Regions from separate parts of the Mus musculus genome. Here region 2 is linked to region 1. The links are chromatin contacts, called in public Hi-C maps. All regions are on one chromosome and are shown on one strand. Each heading gives the region's core, a stretch centred on a gene start, on an enhancer-like site or on the middle of the called end of the contact. The rest is flanking DNA. Distances are from core to core; before and after follow the strand shown. Region 1 overlaps Stum (mechanosensory transduction mediator). Region 2 holds the start of Mixl1 (Mix1 homeobox-like 1 (Xenopus laevis)).

Region 1 (4,544 bases), core at 1,013-3,512:
GCTGTGAGGGAGGCTCTGCAGTTAGCAAGCGTTCTTTCAGTGCTAAAGTGCTCAGGTCCTGAGCTCAGATCAAAGATGCCCTGTAGGTCACATCCCTACAGTATCCAGCCTCCACCAGTGACAGCAAGCTCGGGAAGACCTTTTCTTCACCTACCAGGAGCTCTGTCTCCTGCTAGAGAGTTCTGTGCCCAGGTAGTAGAGGATGTGGAGGTCATCTTGGACAGTGGTATTGTGAAGAGGTCATCTAAGTGGTGAGCAAGGGACTTAGAGTCTTCTTCATCTTTCTTCCTGTTAGTTTCTGAGAGCTGAATGCTCACAGAGGCAGTGTATACTTCCACTCAGAGTATGACCCAGCCTCAATCCCACGATGCACCAGGACACAATGAATCCCAACCAGAGTGGTCCTGTGCATCCCATCAGAGTGACTACAGTCTTGTTACAGCAATGCCCTTCCATTTAACTATCTACAGTATAGAAATCAGGCCAGTCCGTCATTTCCCCCAACCTTGCCAAAGCCAAGAGTCTAGAGAGTCCAAGCCCAGTCAAGCACAGCCCCACTGGGAGAGCCCAGACTCTTCCTGGCAAAAACAAACACTAGTTCGGTATGCCACAACCCCCCAAGGGAGACTAAAGAAATGACTCCACTAAAGTTAAGTCTGGGACCCAGTGAGTCTATGGAGCATTGGTGACTCTTGGTAAGCTATGTCACTGAGAAGCCCCCACCCCAGTGTGGGGACAACTCAAAGCCACAAAACTGCTGTCCTCACCCTGGCCAGTCACCCCTCCTCAACTCCGTCCACTGTGCACACCGGTTGCCCTCTCCTGGGGTCTGTGGGATCAGAATTCCCACTGCATCCCCCTATCCAGAGCTACTGCAGCCCCCCGGCTCCGGATTGGTCTGCTGGTGTGGGGGAGGGGCAGAGACCTCTTCCTGACGCTTTTCTGCGACTCTGGCAGGATTTTTATTTCTGAACGAGTACACTGCCTGCCCCAGCCCAGGAGCCAGCAAGGAGTAGAGGAGGGGGCAAGTTTTAAGCAGAGACAAATGACGTTGGGGCTTGTGAGAATCCCGCGATTTCCTGTGGAGTAGTCGCGGGCTCTTCCCGGGCTGGCTCCCTTGCACCCGGGAGCTCTTTTGTTTTGGAAGATGCTGGCAGCATCACTGTATTAAGAGCAGGCCGCGTTGTGTTGTGGATTACTGTTTTGGTGTTGCCGTTGGCTTTTGTCTGTTAAATTAACTGCTGTACATTTTCTTGTTCTCTGACGACATCGGGGGCTTACTTTTCTCACTCCTTCTCACAGGGACCCCATATGCCCAAGTCCAAGCACAGGTGGGGGGTGGAGGGCGGGTGGGGGGTGGAGGGCGGGCGGGTGGGGGCCCGGGGGTACGGAGGCATTGCCAGCCCATTCTAAAGATTACAAGTGTTCTTGGAGACTGCTCGGACTATCTCAGCCCTTGGAAAGATTCTAGACTTTCCTGGCTTAAACTGAAGCATGGGGCCCAGGTTTGACTTTTGCTTAATTTTCTCAGTGTCCCCAGGCTTGAGTCCCCACCCTTGTTTTGGGGTCCACAGAGCCCCGCAGGGGTAGTGCAGGGCTCCCGCTTCTCCTCCAGCCTTCTGCCAGCTTTGAAGACCTTCCTTCCAGCAATGCTACTGTACACGTGGTGAGGAACGCCACCCGCAACAAAGCTCGTGTACATATCTCCGTGTACATACGGAGTGTACATACATACATACATAATACAGTGTACATACATATAGTGCCCCGTGTTATAAAGATAACAGAGCATGGCATTTCTTTGGCATTCCAATTTTTTTTAACCCTTGGAAATATGGTTTTGGCAATCTTTTATTCTTCTTTTTCCTCTTTTCTATTTAATAAACATCCATGTGACCTTCCTGGTAGCTTCTTGAATTCCTGTGTCTTCCATTTCTGTAATCAGATCTCCAGCTGCCCTGAATGCTTTCGTCTCTCTCTCTCTCTCTCTCTCTCTCTCTCTCTCTCTCCCTACAACCTCACCTGCTGGTCTTTCCATTTGGATGGCCATCTTCCCCTTTCCTTGGGGACCAATCCAACATTTTCTCCGCTCACTGGGTCCCCTGTAGCCAAGGATGTAGACTCTGAACGAAGCACCAGGCCCCGAGGGTGCACAGTGCCCGTTTCCTTCCTGGGAGGTTGGACTGGCTGGCAAAGGAAATGTGTGTGAGATAGATGTTGAAATGATGCTAACCACAAATGAGCACGGGGTATGAGTAGTCAGAACTTAGAGCTGACGGTTGCCACCACGAGGGGATCTTCTGAAATGCAGCGGGGGTGGCAAGGTGCAGTCTACAGCCCAGCCAACATCTTTATTAGCTGATGCGCGGAGACCTGGGGAACCTAACAAATTTACCGATGAAGGGAAAGAAATAGATTACAGATAAACACAGGAGAACGCACAAAACTGTTGTAAAATTTGATAAAATAGACTTCGAACAAAACAACAATCCATCGGGGGAACATTATGATTCTAAATGTATGTGCCCTGAATACAGGTACACACAATCTCATAAAACGCATGCTATTTAGATGGAAAGTCACAGATTAACCTTAGCATGATAGTACTGGGTGACTTCAGTACCACACTCTTACCAATAGGTCATCCCCTCACCACAAAATATACAGAAACATTCAAATTAAATGACATTGTACACCACATGGTCTTAACAGACATCTATAGAGCACTTCATTCAAATGCTGTATAGTACTTACTCGTCTCAGCAGCCCATGGGACATCCTCTCGTACAAGGATACAACATTAAAATAATTTCCATATCCTGGATGAGTACAAGACTGTAAGGCTACAAATCAACAGCCAGAGAAACGCCAGAACACATACCAATTCGTGACGAATCTAGAAAGTTCTGGATAGGCAGAAAAAAAAATCTAACAAGATGGAACCCTTGTGGGTTATGGAAAGATCAGTGCCTGGGGGATAATTAGCCTCTGGGCTTCCCTGTACCCATGGAATATTCTAGAGCAGTGGCTCTCATATGGTGCCTCATGTTAGGGTGACTCTCAACCATAAAATTAATTTCATTGCTGGTTACTTCATAACTGTAATTTTGCTACTGTTATAAATAGTAATATAGGGCTGGTGAGATGGCTCAGCAGGTAAGAGCACCTGACTGCTCTTCCAAAGGTCCTGAGTTCAAATCCCAGCAACCACATGGTGGCTCACAACCATCCGTAATGAGATCTGACTCCCTCTTCTGGTGTGTCTACAGTGTACTTACATATAATAAATAAATACATCTTATAAAAAAAGGTTTTAAAAAAATAAATAGTAATATAAATATCTGATTTTTTTCTGGTGGTTTTAGGTGACCCCTGTGAAAGGGTCACTTGGCCCCCCCAAAGGGGTTGAGACCCACAGGTTGAAAATCACTCTCCTAGGGCATCTCAGGGTTCATGAGCATCAGGTGGGTAGAAAGAATACATCATCTCCTGTCATTGGTTCAGGAGCAGCTGGCTGAAAGACAGAGAGAGATGTGCCTGCAATTTTATCACCAGTGCTGGGGTGATCAGGGACCAGCACTTAGCTCCTCATATGCCAAGGGAAACGTCCAGCCTCTTCCTGTCTATCAGAACAACCCACAGCTCGTGTTAGCTTTCCCATAGCTGGGGGACTAGACCGTCTAATATAACTCAAAGGAAGAAGGATTTGTTTTTCAAATCGTTTCAGGGATTCTAATCTATGTTGGGGACCAGTGGTGAGAGTATTGTAAAGCAGAGAATTTCACATCATAGCAAGAAGGAAGAAGAACAGAGCAGCAATCAGGAGGGGCTGGGGCAAGACTACACCCCTAAGAGCACACACCCAGCGTGGAGGACAGAAGGGAGGACGGAGGACTCCACCTATCATCTATATACGTGCCTGGGGCCAGGTGTGCCCTCTCCTGTGCCTAGCCTTACACGCCCACAGCTTGGCCTTCCCTGTTATATAGAGAGGGAAATGAGAATGTGAGAACGGCCACACTGTGTGTTCTTCACAGTGCTGCTGAGCCAGCCAAGGTGATGGTGAGCCTGCTAGAACCTCAGCTGGGGCCACAGCCCAGCAAGCACTAGAGCTGAGCTGTCTCCAGCTATGGTGGTGTGACCCAGACCTGTAGACCTGGCTCATGGTGGTCATCTGTTCCCTAATGTGAAGCCAATGCAGGCGCTTGAAGTTACGGAATAAGAAACTGCCTGGGCGTGGCTGGAGAGATAGCTGGCTCTTGCAGTGATTATGCACGGCTGTGATCTAAGCTTACAGTACTCTTCCCCCCCCCCCCCAGAGTCATGCACGTGTTTACTTATGTTGTAGTAATAAGTGCTGAAAACAGGAAATAGGTTGGAAGTAACCTTATAAAACAGACATTTGCCATACATGGTAAAAGCAACATACAAATATTGTTTTCTGGGCCAACTGGGTCAGTTGGGGTTAGCTGGTGTCAGTTGGGTCTAAGCGCTGGAACCTGAGGTAACAGACATCCAAGCCTCTGCCTTGAGCCCTTAGGGAA
Region 2 (4,544 bases), core at 1,238-3,737, 270 kb before region 1:
AGTCTCTGGGAGGCTCGGCTGTCACTGACAAACTCCTTCTGGGAGCAGTAGTCACAGACTCTGGTGTCTTCTCAGGCTGGTTTCCTGATCCCTTCAGGGACAGCAGTGCAGCAGCCACTGAAGCTCCTAGGTGGCAGAGACCAGGCCACCTCTCTTCCCAAGATGACTGGAACCCAGTGTTCCCACAGAGTCATATCTGGAGATCCGCTTGGCACAGCACCTGTCCAGGTCTTTGGGCTTTGATCTGGATTGTAGTGTATTTCTTGGAGAGTAAAATGGGAACACACACCACACATCACACATCCACCACACACACACACACACACACACACACACACACACACACACCTACTATATAAGAACATACATAAGCACAGCCATAACATTTTATTTTGTTTTCAAATAATTCATTTTTAATAATGGATTATAAAACTGAGTGACAGGTTGGGTGTATAATTCAGAGATAAAGCCCTGGGTTTGAGCCTCAGCATCACAGAAAAAAAGAGAAGAATAAAAGTAGGTGTGAACTTTCATGTTCAAGAGGCTGAGACAGGTAGATCTCAAGTTCAAGGCCAGCCTGGGCTATCTCGTGAGACCCAGTCTCTGAATTGATGAACAAATGGCAGAAGATGTAGCATAGCCCTTCCAGTGCTTGTCCAGCATTTACAAGGCCTTGTTTGAGCCCCAGCATTGCATAAAATCAGGCATTGTGTGGAATGTCTGTAAAGAGAGCTTTGCATCCTGGAAGTCCATCCTTGGCTACATAGAGAGTGTGAGGCTAGCCTGGTATACACGAGACCCTGATATATGTACGGGGTAGGAGTAGAAAAATAAAAGCATAGAAAAATCAAATTCTGATTTTTCCATTCCATACACTGTGAAACTGAAAAACTGTCAAAGAAATAGAAGAAGAAAGAAAGGGAGAGGGGTTGGAGGTGTGTGTGTGTGTGTGTGTGTGTGTGTGTGTGTGTGTGTGTGTGTTTGAGGGGAAGGGATCAGATGGAAAAGCAGGCCTGGGGAGTCTTAGCATCCGCATAAAGCAGGAGGCCAGGACACTTCCCACGACTCCCCAGCTGGTGGACAGGTCAAGCCTAGAACTTGCCGATCACTCTGTGCTTTGACACTTGGGATAATTGCCCATAGTAAAGATATGGCCACTTGCTGCTCTTCCAGAGGGTCAGTTCTCAGCACTGTATCAGGTGGCTTACAACCCATTACTTCCCAGCACTGTGTCAGGCAGCTTACAACCCACTTCCCTCTTTTGGCTTCTTTGGGGGCTCACATGCGTATTAGTAGACAGGATGCACTCATGGCCAGCACATATACTTTCTCCTATGATACTTCCCATTAGCATTGAAGACGTTGCAGGAACAGGTCCTGGGCTGGGCTGTGGAATACCCCTTCCTCTGCAGGGAGCCCCTTTGAGGCCTTGCAAGCCGTGCTCCTTGCCCTGCCTGCCTCTGCACCCTTCTGCTATAGTGCTGCATGCCTCTGATTTCTCTATGAAGCAACTTGGCTTCTGTCTCAACAGATGTTCCCTGAGGGTCTTGCTTAGGATTTTCCAGTCACTGGGTCCTATTCTCAGGACCAGAGGGTAAGGAGGTGGGGAGAGACTTATATGAATAAATGAATGCATGTGTGCACTAGGGGAAGCAGATATAGAAGTCACAACTAAACTACAAATCCGCATAAAACAAACCAGGAACCTCAAATGAACCCCAGGGGACAAAGGAAATAGTAATGGCATCAGAGGGAGCAGAAACTTCAAGGAGTGGCATCAGAGGGAGCAGAAACTTCTCGGGTTCTGAGCACTGTTGGGATTCTTTAGGAGCGCTAACCCCGTACAACTTCAGCCCGTCCAATTTACAGCATTCTTGTTGACAGGTCACAGATACTCTAGGCAGGAGCAGCGTCACTGTTCAGGATGTGTGCCTGTCCCCTTTGAGATCTCTTTATCTTCACCCCCCCTTGGATTCAGGATGTGTCAGGGTGGTTTGCCGAGGGCAGGGCTAGGCTGTTTAACCAACCTGGAGTAAGGTCTAGCACATAGCAGGGGTGGTAAATAGCGCCTTTGATGGTGACAGGCGGACAGCGGGCCAGGCACAGCGCGGGGGACCTACGAACCAAGCCCCCAAGAGATTCAGGCGCTCTTGAGAGGTCTTCTGGCCCAGAAGAGGGGGTTCTGTCCAAGTCCGGCCTGCACTTGGGGCGACCCCACCGGGGCAAAGCGGTTCGAGGTATGTGGATTGGTGGTTGGACTGGCTGGCGGATGGGCGGAGAAGGGACGGAGCGGCCCGGACTCAAGTTCGCGCCTCCCTCATTCCGTCCCCGGGTCAGCGGAAGCGATTATTCCCGCGGCGTCTGGCGGGGCTGGGGCGGGCTCGCACCCCGAGGAGACGAGACGCGGCTTCCCTGCACCCACGCCTTTGATGGCGCCGCCGCCCCCTCCCCGGCTCCGGGCCGCTATAACTGCAGGCGCGCGGGGGTACAGGGAAGCGTCCGGGAGTCATGGCCGCAGCAGGGTCCCAGCAGCTCCAGTTCGCAGAAGGCGCCGCTTTCCCCATCTTCCCCGCCGCGCATCCCGGAGGGCAGCTGCTCCCAGCCATGCGCCCAGCCTCTGGGCTGCCCGCGGCGCCCCACGACTCTCGCGCCCCAGCAGCCACGCAGTGCTTTCCAAACCGCGACTCCAGTCCCACAGCGCAGACCCCCGCCGGCCTGGATCCGCCCGGACCCTCCAAAGGCTCGGCCGCCCCGTCGGCGCCACAGCGCCGCAAGCGCACGTCGTTCAGCTCGGAGCAGCTGCAGTTGCTGGAGCTCGTCTTCCGACAGACCATGTACCCAGACATCCACTTGCGGGAGCGCCTGGCTGCGCTCACGCTGCTACCCGAGTCCAGGATCCAGGTGAGTCGCGGTCGCAGCTGCGCGTTCCAGTGGAGGTGCTGGGAAGTCACAGGCTTGTTGGGCCATTTATTCTGTGGGGGAAAAGTTACTCTCTTTGAACCTCATGGTTCTAGACTGCAAACTGGGATGTCAGTTAAGGCCGCGTTACCATGTGATTGATCTGGGCAGCTAAGGGGCTTGCGGACCCATTGAAAGGTCCCAGCAGGAAGGTAGTCATTGCACTCTTTCCCAGCGTCCAGTAAGGAGAGAGAGAGAGACAGAGACAGAGAGACAGACAGAGAGACAGAGAGAGAGAGACAAGCCTTCCTCTGGCTTTGATTCTAAGTAGCAGAGCAGGGTTGGATCACCTTCAAAACAAGCAAGAACTTCTTGTCACTTTGAAAAAATATTGCAAAGTGAGTTTATTGTCTGAGGTCGATCATTTAGATCAGAGTTTTGGAGATGATAGGGAGAAGCCTCTCTCTCTCTCTCTTGCTCTCTCTCTCTCTCTCTCTCTCTCTCTCTCTCTCTCTCTCTCTCTGTGTGTGTGTGTGTGTGTGTGTGTGTGTGTGTGTGTGTGTGTGTGTGTGACTGAGACAAGTTCATGCTGCGTAGTCCAAGCTGGACTTCAATTCACAATCCTTCTGCCTCAGCTTCCTGGGTGCTTGGATTACAGGTAGGTTCCCCAACACCCAGTTTAGACGCTTGCCTCAGGAGGGTGGACATTTAGTGTTTATTTTTTTCCTGGACTTAGGGTGACTACTCAACTGTCACTTTTTTACCCCCTCCAGTCAGGGTTTCTCTGGGTAGCCCTGGCTGTCCGGGAATTTGCTCTGGAGACCAGGCTGGCCTTGAAATCAAAGATGTGCCTCCTTTGTCTAGGATTAAGGGGGTGTGCCACTATCTCCTGGCTTCAACTGTCACTTTCAGCAGTTGTCACCCTGGGCTTCCTATGCAGAACACGTTTGTGGGGAAATAGTAAAGACATTTACACACAGAAACGAGCTTCACGGAGGAAAAATACCTACTGGGATTGAAGGGGTATGCTACCACCACCAGGCTGAGACCGTCTTTTTTTTTTTTTTTTTTTTTTTGGTTTTTCGAGACAGGGTTTCTCTGTATAGCCCTGGCTGTCCTGGAACTCACTTTGTAGACCAGGCTGGCCTCGAACTCAGAAATCCGCCTGCCTCTGCCTCCCGAGTGCTGGGATTAAAGGCGTGCGCCACCACGCCCGGCTTTCTTTCTTTCTTTTTTTTTTTAATGTGTAAAATGAAAAGCAGACAAACAACCAAGTATAGCAAGTGTAGACAGAACCAGACAGCATTCCAGCTTTGCATCTGAGAATGATGACTGAGAAGGTTTGGAGCTCTGAACATCAAACCATTGGTTCAAGTGCTTTCTGTAAGCCCCAGACTTTGAGCAGAGAGTCAAGGCTAATATGCAGTTTTATCGGTAGAGTGCTTGCCTAGCATGCACGAAACCCTGGGTTCCATCCTCAGGTACCACGCAAACCACTCGTGGTGGTGCAGCCTGTAACCCCAGCTCTGGAGTGGAGGAAGGAGAATCATAAATTCAAGGTCAAGGTTCTCCTTGGCTACAACCCGAGGTTGAGGTCAGCACTGGCTAGAGAAGCTATCTCAAGCAAACCCCCAAACAAACTAACA

What was found. A called contact is a pair of places that touch in the nucleus more often than the background predicts.
Region 2: a Hi-C map of bone marrow-derived macrophages shows a contact between it and region 1, with 29 read pairs. The contact joins the promoter of Mixl1 here to the enhancer-like site in region 1. A contact is called at or near these places in 14 of 39 promoter capture datasets (the 3T3-L1 cell line, 3T3-L1-derived adipocytes, the C10 cell line and 8 more), 1 of 15 datasets of contacts at CTCF or cohesin (embryonic stem cells), 8 of 484 Hi-C or Micro-C datasets (B cells, the G1E-ER4 cell line, Th1 cells and 4 more), 10 of 115 datasets of contacts at active chromatin or transcription factors (the HPC-7 cell line, astrocytes, bone marrow-derived dendritic cells and 4 more) and 3 of 9 other capture datasets (embryonic stem cells, liver and macrophages).

Annotation. Positions count from the first base shown.
Region 1 is chr1:180,429,744-180,434,287 of GRCm38.p6, reverse strand. Stum (mechanosensory transduction mediator) reads left to right here. Exons shown (of 4, transcript NM_001081227.2): 4 at 1-1,915. Among named protein-coding and RNA genes, the nearest start is that of Gm39712, 24 kb to the right of the region's middle. Within about 2 kb of position 2,262, at least 122 of the 459 cell types and tissues checked have an H3K27ac peak or open chromatin away from gene starts, as enhancers often do. A contact at or near this core is called in the G1E-ER4 cell line, the HPC-7 cell line, Th1 cells and 3 more, where this site is marked.
Region 2 is chr1:180,694,977-180,699,520 of GRCm38.p6, reverse strand. It overlaps Mixl1 (Mix1 homeobox-like 1 (Xenopus laevis)), which reads left to right and starts at 2,487. Exons shown (of 2, transcript NM_013729.3): 1 at 2,487-2,901. The coding sequence starts at 2,509.